Linked DNA regions of Pan troglodytes: region 1 is linked to region 2. A link is a contact called in public Hi-C data. All regions are on one chromosome and are shown on one strand. The core of a region is the stretch at or near the end of the contact, and the rest is flanking DNA. Distances in the headings are between cores, read along the strand shown.

Region 1 (5,712 bases), core at 284-2,783, 290 kb after region 2:
AATACCTCACAGTTAATAAATGGCAGAACTCAAACTCAAACCTAGGCAGTCCAACTCCAGAAACCATATTCTTTAAAAAGCTACTGTAACATGACTGATATTCCTTTTACTGAAGAAGAATATTTAAGCCTTTTTTAGTTGTAAGAGGGGTATGATAATTATGGAACTTTAAGTAAATACAAACCCATCATTTTGGAGAAGATGATACTGAGATTTAGAGGCGGAATGTTCTACTGAAGGTTAAATCATTGCTGCCTATGTACCATATGATGTAAAGTAACATTTTTTAAAGAGAACGCAATCTTGGCCGAGCGCAGTGGGCCTGTAATCCCAGCACTTTGAGAGGCCGAGGTGGGCGGACCACTTGAGGTCAGGAGTTCAAGACCAGCCTGGCCAATATGGTGAAACCCCGTCTCTACTAAAAATACAAAAATTAGGCCAGGCACGGTGGCTCACACCTGTAATCCCAGCACTTTGGAAGGTCAAGGCAGGTGGATCACCTGAGGTCAGGAGTTCAAGACCGGCCTGGCCAACATGGAGAAACCCCGTCTCTACTAAAAATACAAAAAAAAAATTAGCCAGGTGTGGTGGCACATGCCTGTAATCCCGGCTACTTGGGAGGCTGAGGCAGGAGAATCACTTGAACCTGGGAGGCGGAGGTTGCAGTGAGCCAAGATCATGCCATTGCACTCCAGCCTGGGCAACAAGAGTGAAACTCCGTCTCAAAAAAAAAAAATTAGCCAGGCGTGGTGGTGGGCTCCTGTAATACCAGCTACTCGGGAGGCTGAGACAGGAAAATCACTTGAAACCAGGAGGTAGAGGCTTCAGTGAGCCGAGATCACACCACTGCACTCCAGCCTGGGGGACAGAGCAAGACTCTGTCTCAAAAATAAAAATAAAAAAAAAGAAAATACAATCTTCACAACTTAATAACTTATGTTATTCTTTCTAAAAATTAATTTCCTAAACCATGTAGTTTAATGTGATTTAATGTAGTTAAATACTAGCATTAAAACTTGTTTCTTGAAGGGCGCAGTGGCTCACACCTGTAATCCCAGCATTTTGGGAGGCTGAGGAGGGCAGATCGCCTGAAGTCAGGAGTTCGAGACCAGCCTGGCTAACATGGCGAAAACCCATCTCTAGTTAAAATACAAAAATTAGCTGGGTTTGGTGGTGCATGCCTGTAATCCCAGCTGCTCGGGAGGCTGAGGCACGAGAATTGCTTGAGCCCAGGAGATGGAGGTTGTAGTGAGCCGATATCGCACCACTGCACTCCAGCCTGGGCTACAGAGACTCTGTCAAAAAAAAAGAAAAGAAAAGAAAAGAAAAGCAGAAACTTGTTTCTTGATGAAGTTTGTTTTCCTGGGATCACACACAGATCTCCCACGGTGGTCCTTCTTGTTCTTTCTCCTTCTGCAAAGACCCTGGAAACCGCTTGTTGAAGATGGCGGGGCCACAGAATGAAAGGAGCCTTGGTCCCTGAGTCACGGCTTGGAGGAAAGCTTTATGGCGTTTAGGAACACTATTGTTTGTTGGTCCTGAAGAGGAAGTACTTCACAGAGCAAGCCTGCCACCATGTGGCACGGGCCCAAACCTAGCATCAGTTAAAGGTTCATTCTCATTTACTTTGTTGCCTCTGGTTCACTTACTAACCAATCTAGATTTAATGCTGTCTAATAAGAAATTAATACCCAGGTGTATTCTATAAGTTTAAGTAGTTTTTAATTTCAAGATACATTTCTTCAATTCTGAAATTATTGCAATATTTCCAAACTGGCTACAGGAGTGACCACAACATTTATAATATGATCCAGGCACATTCACAAGAGGACTACTTCAGTGCATCACAAACATGGAAACAAACTCAGCAATTTGTAGGATTTATCTCAGTTCACTCAAAAGTTGGTCAATGAACCAGATTAGAAGGCAGAATTCCGGCCAGGTGTGGTGGGTCATGCCTGTAATCACAGTGCTTTGGGAAGGTGAGGTGGGAGGATTGCTTGAGCCCAGGAATTTGAGACCAGCCTGGGCAACAGGGTGAGACCTTGTCGCTATAAAAAATAAAAAAATAAGAGGCAGAATTCCTTGGAATGGAAACAGGTAGTGTGAAGGACTGCCAAAAATGGATGAAAAACCCTCATGGAAGGAGAGTCAGAACTTAACAGTTTCCTAGAGTTTTAACACCGTATAAGCTCACTATGTTCTAGCATGCCAGGCTGACGTTTCCCAGAACTCTCTCTACATTTATCAAGACAGGAATGACATCGGAAGTTGTTTGCAAGACTATAGGTCTAGCAGGTGGCTAAGAGGAAGTCTGGTATTGCTGCTGCGTCTATTTTTATGTATTTATTCATTTATTTTTTAAGACGAAGTCTCACTCTGTTGCCCAGCCAGGAGTGCAGTGGTGCAATCTCAGCTCACTGCAACCTCCACCTCCTGGGTTCAAGCAATTCTCCCACCTCAGCCTCCTGACCACCTCCCAGGTTCAAGCAATTCTCCTGCCTCACCCTCCCGAGTAGCTGAGATTACAGGTGTGTGCCACCATGCCTGGCTAATTTTGTATTTTTAATAGAGGGGTTTTACCATGTTGGCCAGGTTGGTGTTGAACTCTTGGCCTCAAGAGATCTGCCCACCTCAGCCTCCCAAAGAGCTGGGATTACAGGCATAAGCCACTGTGCCTGGCCTTGGTATAGCTGCTGCTTCTAACACTTGCTTCTAATGATTGGTGGGTGGAGGCAGCAGTACTCATATTCTGATACAGTTATTAAATGTTCCTTTTTTTCTTTGGTCCTGTTACTACTTCTTTCTTTTTCTACCACTGCAAACTCTGAAATATCTATTACATGTAAAATGTCAACTATAACTCACCTGATTTCACTGTAGAAAGCAATTAAAAGGGAAAAATTGTATTTACTTGAGGGTGAAAAAAAAACCCCACATCATCCTTTTCTTTATGTTCCTTTTTTACACTGATATATAAACTTGTTATTTCCACCTAACTAAATTGATTCATTTAATCCAGTGACTGTGGTTAAATTGAAAAAAGGTTTGAAAAGAGGGGGTGTCTATGGAAACCCAAACTTCTTCACACTCCAGCTTTTTCACTACCTTCTCACCTCCCCAGCTTCTATATTTTTGCAAGCATGGGTATATATGTCCCAAGGCTGTGGTTCCCAGGGGCCAAAAGTATATGAATAAGCCTATATTATGTAAACCTTTCATCTTTTAGGACATGCTGTGCCTTCCATTTAGAGCATTTATCATCTCCATTCTGATCACCATGTAACCAGATATGATGGGCCCAGTGATAGCTTCCCTAGAAGCCTCATCACTCCTTGTTCTAGAAAGGTCAGGTGCAGATGGCCTGACTCAGCCCAGCTCTAGAGACTGGGACACATCTCTGGTTCTTGTTCCTTCTTCTCTTTGGCCTATGTGTTACAAATCAGCCTTCCTTATCATTGAAGTAGTATGTGTGGGCTTAGGAAAGAGATCACTTCCTTTTTCTTAAAGAGCTCACCATATGGTCTAATCTAAACTAGCTCAGCAGGATTCTATAGTGGGATCTGGGTTTTAGCGAAATTAAATGTGCTATTTAGATGAATATTGTCTAGATTCCCTATTTAAAGTAAAAATGGCTCCTTTCCATATAAAATAAATGTATTGTTTCTGTAAGAAATTTCTTACATTCTTTTCTCTAATCATCTCTTTGCAATATGTGATGGATATTGCTTTTTTTTTTTTTAAGAGGCAAGGTCTTGCTCGCATGATCATAGCTCATGGTGGCCTCTACCTCCTGGGCTCAAGTGATCCTCCCACCTCAGCCTAGCTGAGACTACAGCCTACCTGGGACTACAGGTGTGTGCCACCATGCCTGACTAATTAAAAAAAAAATTGTTTTTGTAGAGACAGGATCTCACTATGTTGCCCAGGCTGGTCTCAAACTCCTGGCTTCAAGCAATTCTCCTGTCTTGGCTTCCCAGAGTGCTGGGACTACAGGTGTGAGTCACTGTGCCTGGCCAAGTTATTGCTAAATATTAACTGAATTACAATTGATAAAAAATAATATCCCACTTATGTTCTAAAATATTCCAGACTAAAATATAACATCCTTAAATATTATTTGCTATTGTATACTAACCTTTACCTATGTAGCCAGATTTCACAAATCTTACAATATAAATTTTCCCCAAGTCTTCTCCATGAATTATATTCCTTTGTATATGAAGAAAAACAAATGGCAACTGCTGTTTCTTTGTATGTGCTCATAATTGAATTTAAGGGGTCCTCAAACTTATAAAGGATATCTGTCAAGAACCTAGAGAAAATATTACATTTAATGGTAAAACATTAGAAACATCACCACTGAAGTGATGTATGGATTTTTACAAAATATGGTCACAAATTCTTTGGCACCCCACCCATTGAGAGGTGGCATCTTTGTACCCTCCCTTTGAATTCGGGTAGACTTAACAATTTGCTTGCAACCAATAAAATGCAGAATAAGTGGTACACACTGAGAAGTGTGGCTTCTCAGGCTGGGTCAGAAAAGGTGACACAGCTTCCTACTTGTTCACTGGAACACTTGGTCTCAGATCCCTGAGCCTTCACATAAGTGGTCTGACTACCCTGAGAATGCCATGTTGGAAAGAGGCCAACTAACATGTAGAGGCCATCTGTAAGCACTCCAGTTGATAGTCTCACTGAGCCCCCAGCTGACAGCAGCATCAACTGTCAGCCATGTGAGTGAGCCATTCTGGACATCCAGCCTAGGTGAACCATCAGGTGACTTCATCCCCAGCTGACATCTGACTGCAGCTGCTTGAGATACCCTAAGTGAGAACAATGTGATCTAGCCCTTCTTGAAATCCTGACCCTCAAAATCATAAGCAAAACAAAATAATTGTTTTAAGCCACTAAGTTTTGAGGTAATTTGCTTCACAGCAATAGTAACAAAAACAGACAAGGATTAGGAAAGTATGCCCTCTGTCACTGCTGTTATTTAATATTCAACTAGAACTTATGGACCAATAAGTAAATGAAATGGGAGGCCTAATGTTGGAAGGAATTAAACACGACCATCGTTTGCAGACAATGATTGTCTCCATAGACAAGTCAAGAGAATCCACTAAAAAAAAATTAGAACAAAGAAGAGTTCAGTATAAGTTTAATTTAATATAAGAAAGACATATAAAAATTAATAACTAATTAGAAAATGTATTTAGACAAAAGCGCCATTACCAATAACAGTAAAAACCCTAAAATACTTAGTAATAAAGTTTAAAAATACATAAAGGCTATATGGAGAAAATGTCTAAAGTTCACTAAAGGGCAGAATTTCTAGGAACAGTATCATAGAAGACATTGGGCAATTTCTTCCATAGATAATGATTATAAAAAACTGGACAAATTTATTAAAAACAACTATTTGTTGGTGTTTTTGTTAGATGACTCTTGAGAAGGGTTTACTCTTGAATGACGGATACTGCATCAGGTAAAAACTAAGAGTTTGTGACCCCTAAGCAGGGGGTCACTCCCCAACACCCTCCAGCTCTAGTGGCAGAAAACCACAGCCATACCAGCTTGAGGTGTCAGATAATAAAGTTTAAGGCAGCAGACAACTGGATATTCAAGGGGGAAATCCTGTAAAAATGAGAGCCAGAGCCACAGAAGGACTGAATTGAAAAGCTGAGTATAAGCTCCGCTCAAATCCCT
Region 2 (6,700 bases), core at 2,188-4,687:
TATTCTAGGTTAATTTTTTTCCATTCAAATGTTTATACTCCATCTACCCAGAACAATTACAACAGAAAAAATAGGCACCTCCAAAGTCTTCCCAAGAATGATGACTTTCTGAAATGACACACTGTACAAATTGGACAAATGAGACGACTGACTGTGACAGGGGCCGGGGAGCTCTTCAAGGGGCCGTTTTCTTCAAGTCTCGGATCTGTTTAATCAAGTAGTTCTTCTCGTCAGCGAACTGCTCATCATCCGTCCTTTCTTTTTGGAAGCTGCTCAGAAACTCAATGAGTTTGGGCTGATTTTTTAACAGGATCTCCACAATAGGCTGTGTTTTGTGAGGACTGGCCACAAACACCTGAAACAAAAAGAAACAAATACTTAGGAGTGCAAGCCAGGGACCTCACCCACGCTACTCGCGTTTCATGCGTGACTGATATTATTAATGCATAGAAGCCCCTGACTCTAATTCTCAGTGAGGGTGATCAATACAGTCACACATCACATAACGACGTTTCAGTCAACAACAGACCATGTATACGACTGTAATCCCATAGCACCATAATGGAGCTGAAAAATTCCCATTGCCTTGTGATATCGTAGGTCAGTGCATTTACTCATGTGTCTGTGGTGATGCTGGTGTAAACAAACCTACTGCCCGGCCAGTTGCATAAAATTCAAGCCCATACAATTATGCACAGTGCATAATACTTGATAATCAACGACGATGGTACTGGTTTACGTATTTACTATACTATACGTCTAATCATTATTTTAGAGTATATGCCTTCTACTTAGTAAACAAAAAGTTAACTGTAAAACAGCCTCAGGCAGGTCCCTCAGGAGGTATCCAGAAGAAGGCACTGTTATCGTAGGAGGTGACAGCTCCATGGGTGTTATGGCCCCTGCAGACTTTCCAGGGGGACAAGATGTGGAGGTGGAAGCAGTGATACTGATGATCCTGACCCTGTGTAGGCCGAGGCTAATGTGAGTGTTTATGTCTTAGTTTTTAACAAAGAAGTTTAAAAAGTAAAAAATAAAAAACTTTAAGCATAGAAAAAGCTTATAGAATAAGGATATAAAGAAAGAAAATGTTTTTGTACAGCTGTATAATGTGTTTGTTTTAAGCTGTGTTATTGCAAAAGAGTAAAAAAGTTTTTAAAAAATTAAAAAATAAACTTTTTATAAAAGTAAAAAGTTACAGTAAGCTAAGGTTATTTTTATGTATTTATTTATTTATTTTTGAGACAGGGTCTCACTCTGTTACCCAGGCTGACGTGCAGTGGCACCATCATAGCTCACTGCGGACTGGAACTCCTGGGCTCAAGCGATCCTCCCACCTCAGCTTCCCCAGTAGCTAGGACTACAAGTGCATGCCACTGCACCTGGCTAATTTAAAAAGTTTTTCGTAGAGACAGGTCTGACTATGACTGCCAAGGCTGGTCTCGAATTCCTGGTCTCAAACAATCCTTCCACCTTGGCCTCCTAAAGCTGTGGGATTACAGGCATGAGCCACCATGCCTGGCCCTAAGGTTAACTTATTATTAAAGCATGAAAAAAAATTTTTATATCAATTTAGTGTAGTCTAAGCAGTGTTTATGAAGTCTACAGTAGTGTACGGTAATGTCCTAGGCCTTCGCATTCACTCACCATTCAATCCCTGACTCCCCCAGAGCAACTGCCAGTCCTGTAAGCTCCATTTATGGTAAGTTCCCTATACAGGTGTACCATTTTTTCTCTTTTATGCCATATTGTTACTGTTATCTTTTCTATGTTTAGATACCCAAATACCATTGGGTTATAATTGCCTGCAGTATTCAGTATGGTAACATGCTGCACAGGTTTGTGCTCTAGGTGCAACAGCCCACACTATATAGCCTAGGTGTGTGGCAGGCTCCACCACCTAGGTCTGTGTAAATGCACTCTGTGATGTTCCCACACAAAGGACATCGCCTAGTGAGCATGTTTCTCAGAACGACTCCCTGCTGTTAAGCGCCACAGGCCTGCACTTCACCTTTCCTATCACTCTCCTAAGTCACTAGCTAGGAGCACGTGGGAGCTATCTATGAATATTTCATATTTGACTTTGTTTTACTTTTAAATATTTGTTCTTAACTATAAAATCTTTCAAACAGAAAATAACATAACAAATCCAGTATACTTACCTCACAAATTGAATAGATTTTACCATTGTGCCTCAAGAGTCTCTTTTTAAACAAATAAAACATTACAAATGGAACCAAACCCTCACCTTCCACCTTTCCCCTCCCACCTCCAGCAGTGTGCCACCATCTCTGGGCACATTTTAATCCTTATCCTCCTATTACATAGATATTTAAACATAAACAACATATAGTATGAGTGAGCTTATGATTTTTAAACATAATTTATTTTTTGAACACATAATATCATCACCTAGTTCAAAATTCAAAAAGGACAAACGTGAATAGTCCTCCTCTCACCTTCCCTCCCTGGAGGTCACCAATGTCACTGTTTGTTACATATGTGAAGCTTTAAAAATTACAACTGCCGGGCCAGGCGCGGTGGCTCATGCCTGTAATACTAGTACTTTGGGAGGCCGAGGTGGGCGGATCATGAGGTCAGGAGATCGAGACCATCCTAGCTAACACGGTGAAATCCCATCTCTACTAAAAATACAAAAAATTAGCCGGGCGTGGTGGCGGGCGCCTGTAGTCCCAGCTACTCGGGAGGCTGTGGCAGGAGAATGGCGTGAACCCAGGAGGCAGAGCTTGCAGTGAGCTGAGATCGCGCCACTGCACTCCAGCCTGGGCGACAGAGTGAGACTCCGTCTCAAAAAAAAAAAAAAAAAAAATTACAACTGCCCAGGTCCTACCTCCCAGATACGTCAACTCAGCAGGTCTGTGATGAATGTCTAGCATTCTGTATTTCTATGAAGTTCCACAGAGATTCTTATGTGAACTCCTGGTGGAAACCACGATCTGATACTGACTGGTGCACTATTTTGTAAAAGACACACTCCTTAGTTACTGCTACATACATGACCAAATGACCAGAATGCAAATCAAAGTGTCTCTGAGCCCTACAGAGCTCTCTGGTGTGATGGTCTAGCCTCCTGCCTCTGCCTGGCACCCCCTCTGCCCATCCATCCCTGTCCCATAGCTGTGCAGTGCCCAACTCTACAGGGAACACACTACGAAAGGGCTTAGTTATGGAGCAGTGGGGGTTTCATGGCGAAGCCTTTAAGGTTCCTCCACCCTAGCAAGTGTGGGGAAGGAGAAAACTACCCTAGGATGTTGAGTACCAATGTGGGGAATACAAGACTGCAGAGGCTCCCATCCCAGGAGGTGGCGATGACATTACATTTCCGGGTTTGGAACAGGAAGGCTCATGGTGTGGGCGGCATGAGAGCTAGTCCATGAGTCAGGCAGAGAATGTTTACACGTGGTGGTAAGAAAAGCAGCATTCCAGGAATACTGAATTGTCCCACTGCAGGCTCTGAGGTGGGCGGGACAGGACGTGGGAGCAACAGTAAGAATGAGTAAGGGAACGTGGGAGCTAAGGCAGCGCCGGCTCTGGAACCTGGGTTCAAATTCCACCTCTCCTACATGTTAGCAGTGTGTCCACCAGCAAAGTTTTGTTATCTAGAAATAAAAGGACCTCTGCCTGTCTGGGTGGGGAGAATGTGCTGGAGAACATCAGCAGCTTCAGCACAAGTAAGTCTCCTGAAAGCCTTCTGTTGTCACTGTACGTGGGGAGTCGTGCTTGCTGGAGGCAAAGTGCCTGAACTGAATTCAAGGCCTCGTCACTGCCCCATCACCCTAATTCTGGTCAACTGTACACACGACCGTGGGCAGCCAGTTCATAGCCCTCCCAGCTGGTTGTCTTCATTCATGGGGCTAAGTGTTTCACACTCATCAAACACTTAACCCTCACAACAGCCCTGAAGTATAAGAGCTGTTATCCTCATCTGTTAATAAGGAAACAGGCTGAGTCATATTAATAAACTTGACCGCATAGTAGTATGGTTAACAGCGCAGATTCAGAAGCACACAGCCTGGGCCCAAATCCTAGCACCACCTCTTATTAGCTTTATGATTTCACAAAACTTGTTTACCTCTCTGTACCTCAGTTTCTTCATCTGAAAAATGGGGATGATAACAGTACCTGAGTGCCATTAGGTAACTGTGAGGCTTAATGAGAACAGTATATGTATTCTACTCCATGCATTCAAATGGTACATGGCACACAGCACGCACCATTCAAATGCATGGAGTAGAACACATACATTGTTGCAAAATTGCTTTTGCCAGGCTCACAGAACTAGCAAGGGCTGAAGCTGAGATTAATCCCAGGATGCTTGTTCTGAGAACTGATGAAATGTGACATTTTACCAGGTGAGGTTCAGAACTAGAAATCAAAGCCCACAAATCTGATACTCAGTTCATTTGGCCAATTTAGTTCTGAAATTGTTCATAAATATGATATATAAATTCTTCATGTTTCTGTTCTTTCCATCAAAGGTCATGGACTCACTCACACAGCAAGCGCTAAGGAATACAGAACCCTCTCTGGGAACACTGCACGTCCCTGTGGTCATGAGTGGCTCATGATGAGACAGTCTCTTGGCAGCCCACATGGCTTACTTACAGTGAGCCCACCGCTCAGCCAGGCCAGGGGACCCATAACAGAGAAGGAAAAGGGTTTCTTAAGCTTCTGCTTGGTGGGTCTACAGCCATGGGGTGACAAGGAGGAACTGACCTTTGACCTTCTGGGTTATAAAGTATCCTAGGCTCCTCTGAAACAACCAATGGGAAATAGAAATCACAAAGAAAATTAGAAAACACTTTGAGACAAATGAAAACAAAAACAAAATATATCAAAACTCATAAGATGCACCAAAAGCAGTGCCCAGGGGGAAATTTATAGCTATAAATGCCTACATTAAAAAAGAAAGATCTGGACTGGGTGCGGTGGCTCACGTCTGTAATCCAGCAGCGTGGGAGGCCAAGGCGGGCGGATCATGAAGTCAGGAGTTTGAGACCAGCCTGACCAACATGGTGAAACCCTCTGTCTACTAAAAATACAAAAATTAGCCGGGCATGGTGGTGTGCGCCTGTAAGCCCCAGCTATTCAGGAGGCTGAGGCAGGAGAATGGCTTGAACCCAGAAGGCGGAGGTTGCAGTGAGCCAAGATCGTGCCATGGCACTCCAGCCTGGGCAACAGAGCAAGTCTCCATCTCAAAAAAAAGAAAAGAAAAGAAAAGAAAGATCTCAGATTAGTAACCTAGTTTTATAGCTTAAGGAACTAGGAAGAGAAGAACAAACTAAACCAAAGCAACATAAGGAAGGAAATAATAAAACTTAGAGCAGAGATAAACAAAACAGAGAACAGGAAAATGACAGAATCAATGAACCCAAAAGTTGGTTCTTTGAAAAAAATTAATAAAATTGATAAACCTTTAGCTAGATTGACTAAGAAAAGAAAGAAGACTCAAATGCTAAACATTACTAATGGCCTTATAGAAATAAAAGGGGATTATGAGAGATGCTATGAACAATTATATACTAAAAAATTAGATAACCTAGATGATGACATGGCCAAATTCCTAGAAACATGCAGACTACCCAACTGACTCAAGAAGAAACAGAGAATCTGCAGACCTCTGACAAGAGATCAAATCAGTAACTTCCAACAAAAAAGAGACCAGGACCAGATGGCTTCACTAGTAAATTCTACCTAACATTTAAAGAAGAATTAACACAAATCTCTCTCAAATTCTTCTGAAAACTGTAAGAAATGGGAACACTTCCTAACTTATGATATGAGGCCAGTATTACCCAAATACCAAAGCCAGAGAAAAACAACACAAAAAAACTACATACCAGTATTCTCTATGAATAAAAATGCAAAAAATCCTCAACAAAATACTAGAAAACCAAGTCCAGCACTATATCAAAAGGATTCTATACCATGACCAAGTGGGATTTATTCCCCAGAAATACAAGGGTGGTTCAACATAAGCAAATCAATCAATGTAACACATCACATATACTGGGTTAAACTGTGTTCCCCAAAAAGATATGTTCAAGTCCTAATTCTCAGTATCTGTGAGTGTGATTTTATTTGGAAACACAGACTTTCTTTACAGATGTACTCAAGATAAGATGAGGTCAATACTGGCTTAGGGTGGCTTTACTCCAATGACTGGTGAACTCTGGACACAGAGACGCTTAGGGATATAGAGGAGAATGCCATGTGAAGATGGAAACAGAGATGCTTCTATAAGCCAAGGAGCACCAAGGACCTCTGGCAACCACCAGAAGCTGGGAGAGAAGCAAGGAAGATTCTCCCTGAGAGTCTCCAAAAGAAGTCAATGCTGCCAACACCTTGATTTTGGACTTCTGGCCTCCAGAACTGTGTTTTCTGTTGTTTTAAGCCATTCGGTCTGTGGTACTTTGTTATGGCAGCCTAGAAAACTAACACAAGTGTACCGCATTAGCAGAATATAGGGAAACCACATGATCTTCTCAATTGATACAGAAAAAGAGTTTGATAAAATCCAACACCTTTTCATGATAAAAACACTCAACACGGAGGCTGGGTGCAGTGGCTCACACCTCTAAACCCAGCACTTTGGGAGGCCGAGGTGGGCGAATCGCTTGAGCCCAGATATTCAAGACCAGCCTGGGCAACATGGCGAAACCCCCTCTCTACAAAAAAT

What was found. Hi-C and Micro-C count contacts between places; a contact is called where the count stands out from the background.
Region 1: a contact with region 2 is called in a Hi-C map of stem cell-derived neural progenitor cells, with 4 times the contacts expected there. The contact joins two enhancer-like sites. A contact is called at or near these places in 3 of 7 Hi-C or Micro-C datasets (induced pluripotent stem cells and stem cell-derived neural progenitor cells) and 1 of 1 other capture datasets (stem cell-derived neural stem cells).

The regions. Positions count from the first base shown.
Region 1 is chr14:55,199,853-55,205,564 of NHGRI_mPanTro3-v2.0_pri, forward strand. No RefSeq gene overlaps it. Among named protein-coding and RNA genes, the nearest start is that of ARL11, 20 kb to the right of the region's middle. Within about 2 kb of position 1,534, at least 3 of the 24 cell types and tissues checked have an H3K27ac peak or open chromatin away from gene starts, as enhancers often do. A contact at or near this core is called in stem cell-derived neural progenitor cells, where this site is marked.
Region 2 is chr14:54,903,649-54,910,348 of NHGRI_mPanTro3-v2.0_pri, forward strand. It overlaps CAB39L (calcium binding protein 39 like), which reads right to left. Exons shown (of 11, transcript XM_001154198.5): 11 at 1-355. The coding sequence ends at 176. Among named protein-coding and RNA genes, the nearest start is that of CDADC1, 66 kb to the left of the region's middle. Within about 2 kb of position 3,438, at least 8 of the 24 cell types and tissues checked have an H3K27ac peak or open chromatin away from gene starts, as enhancers often do. A contact at or near this core is called in stem cell-derived neural progenitor cells, where this site is marked.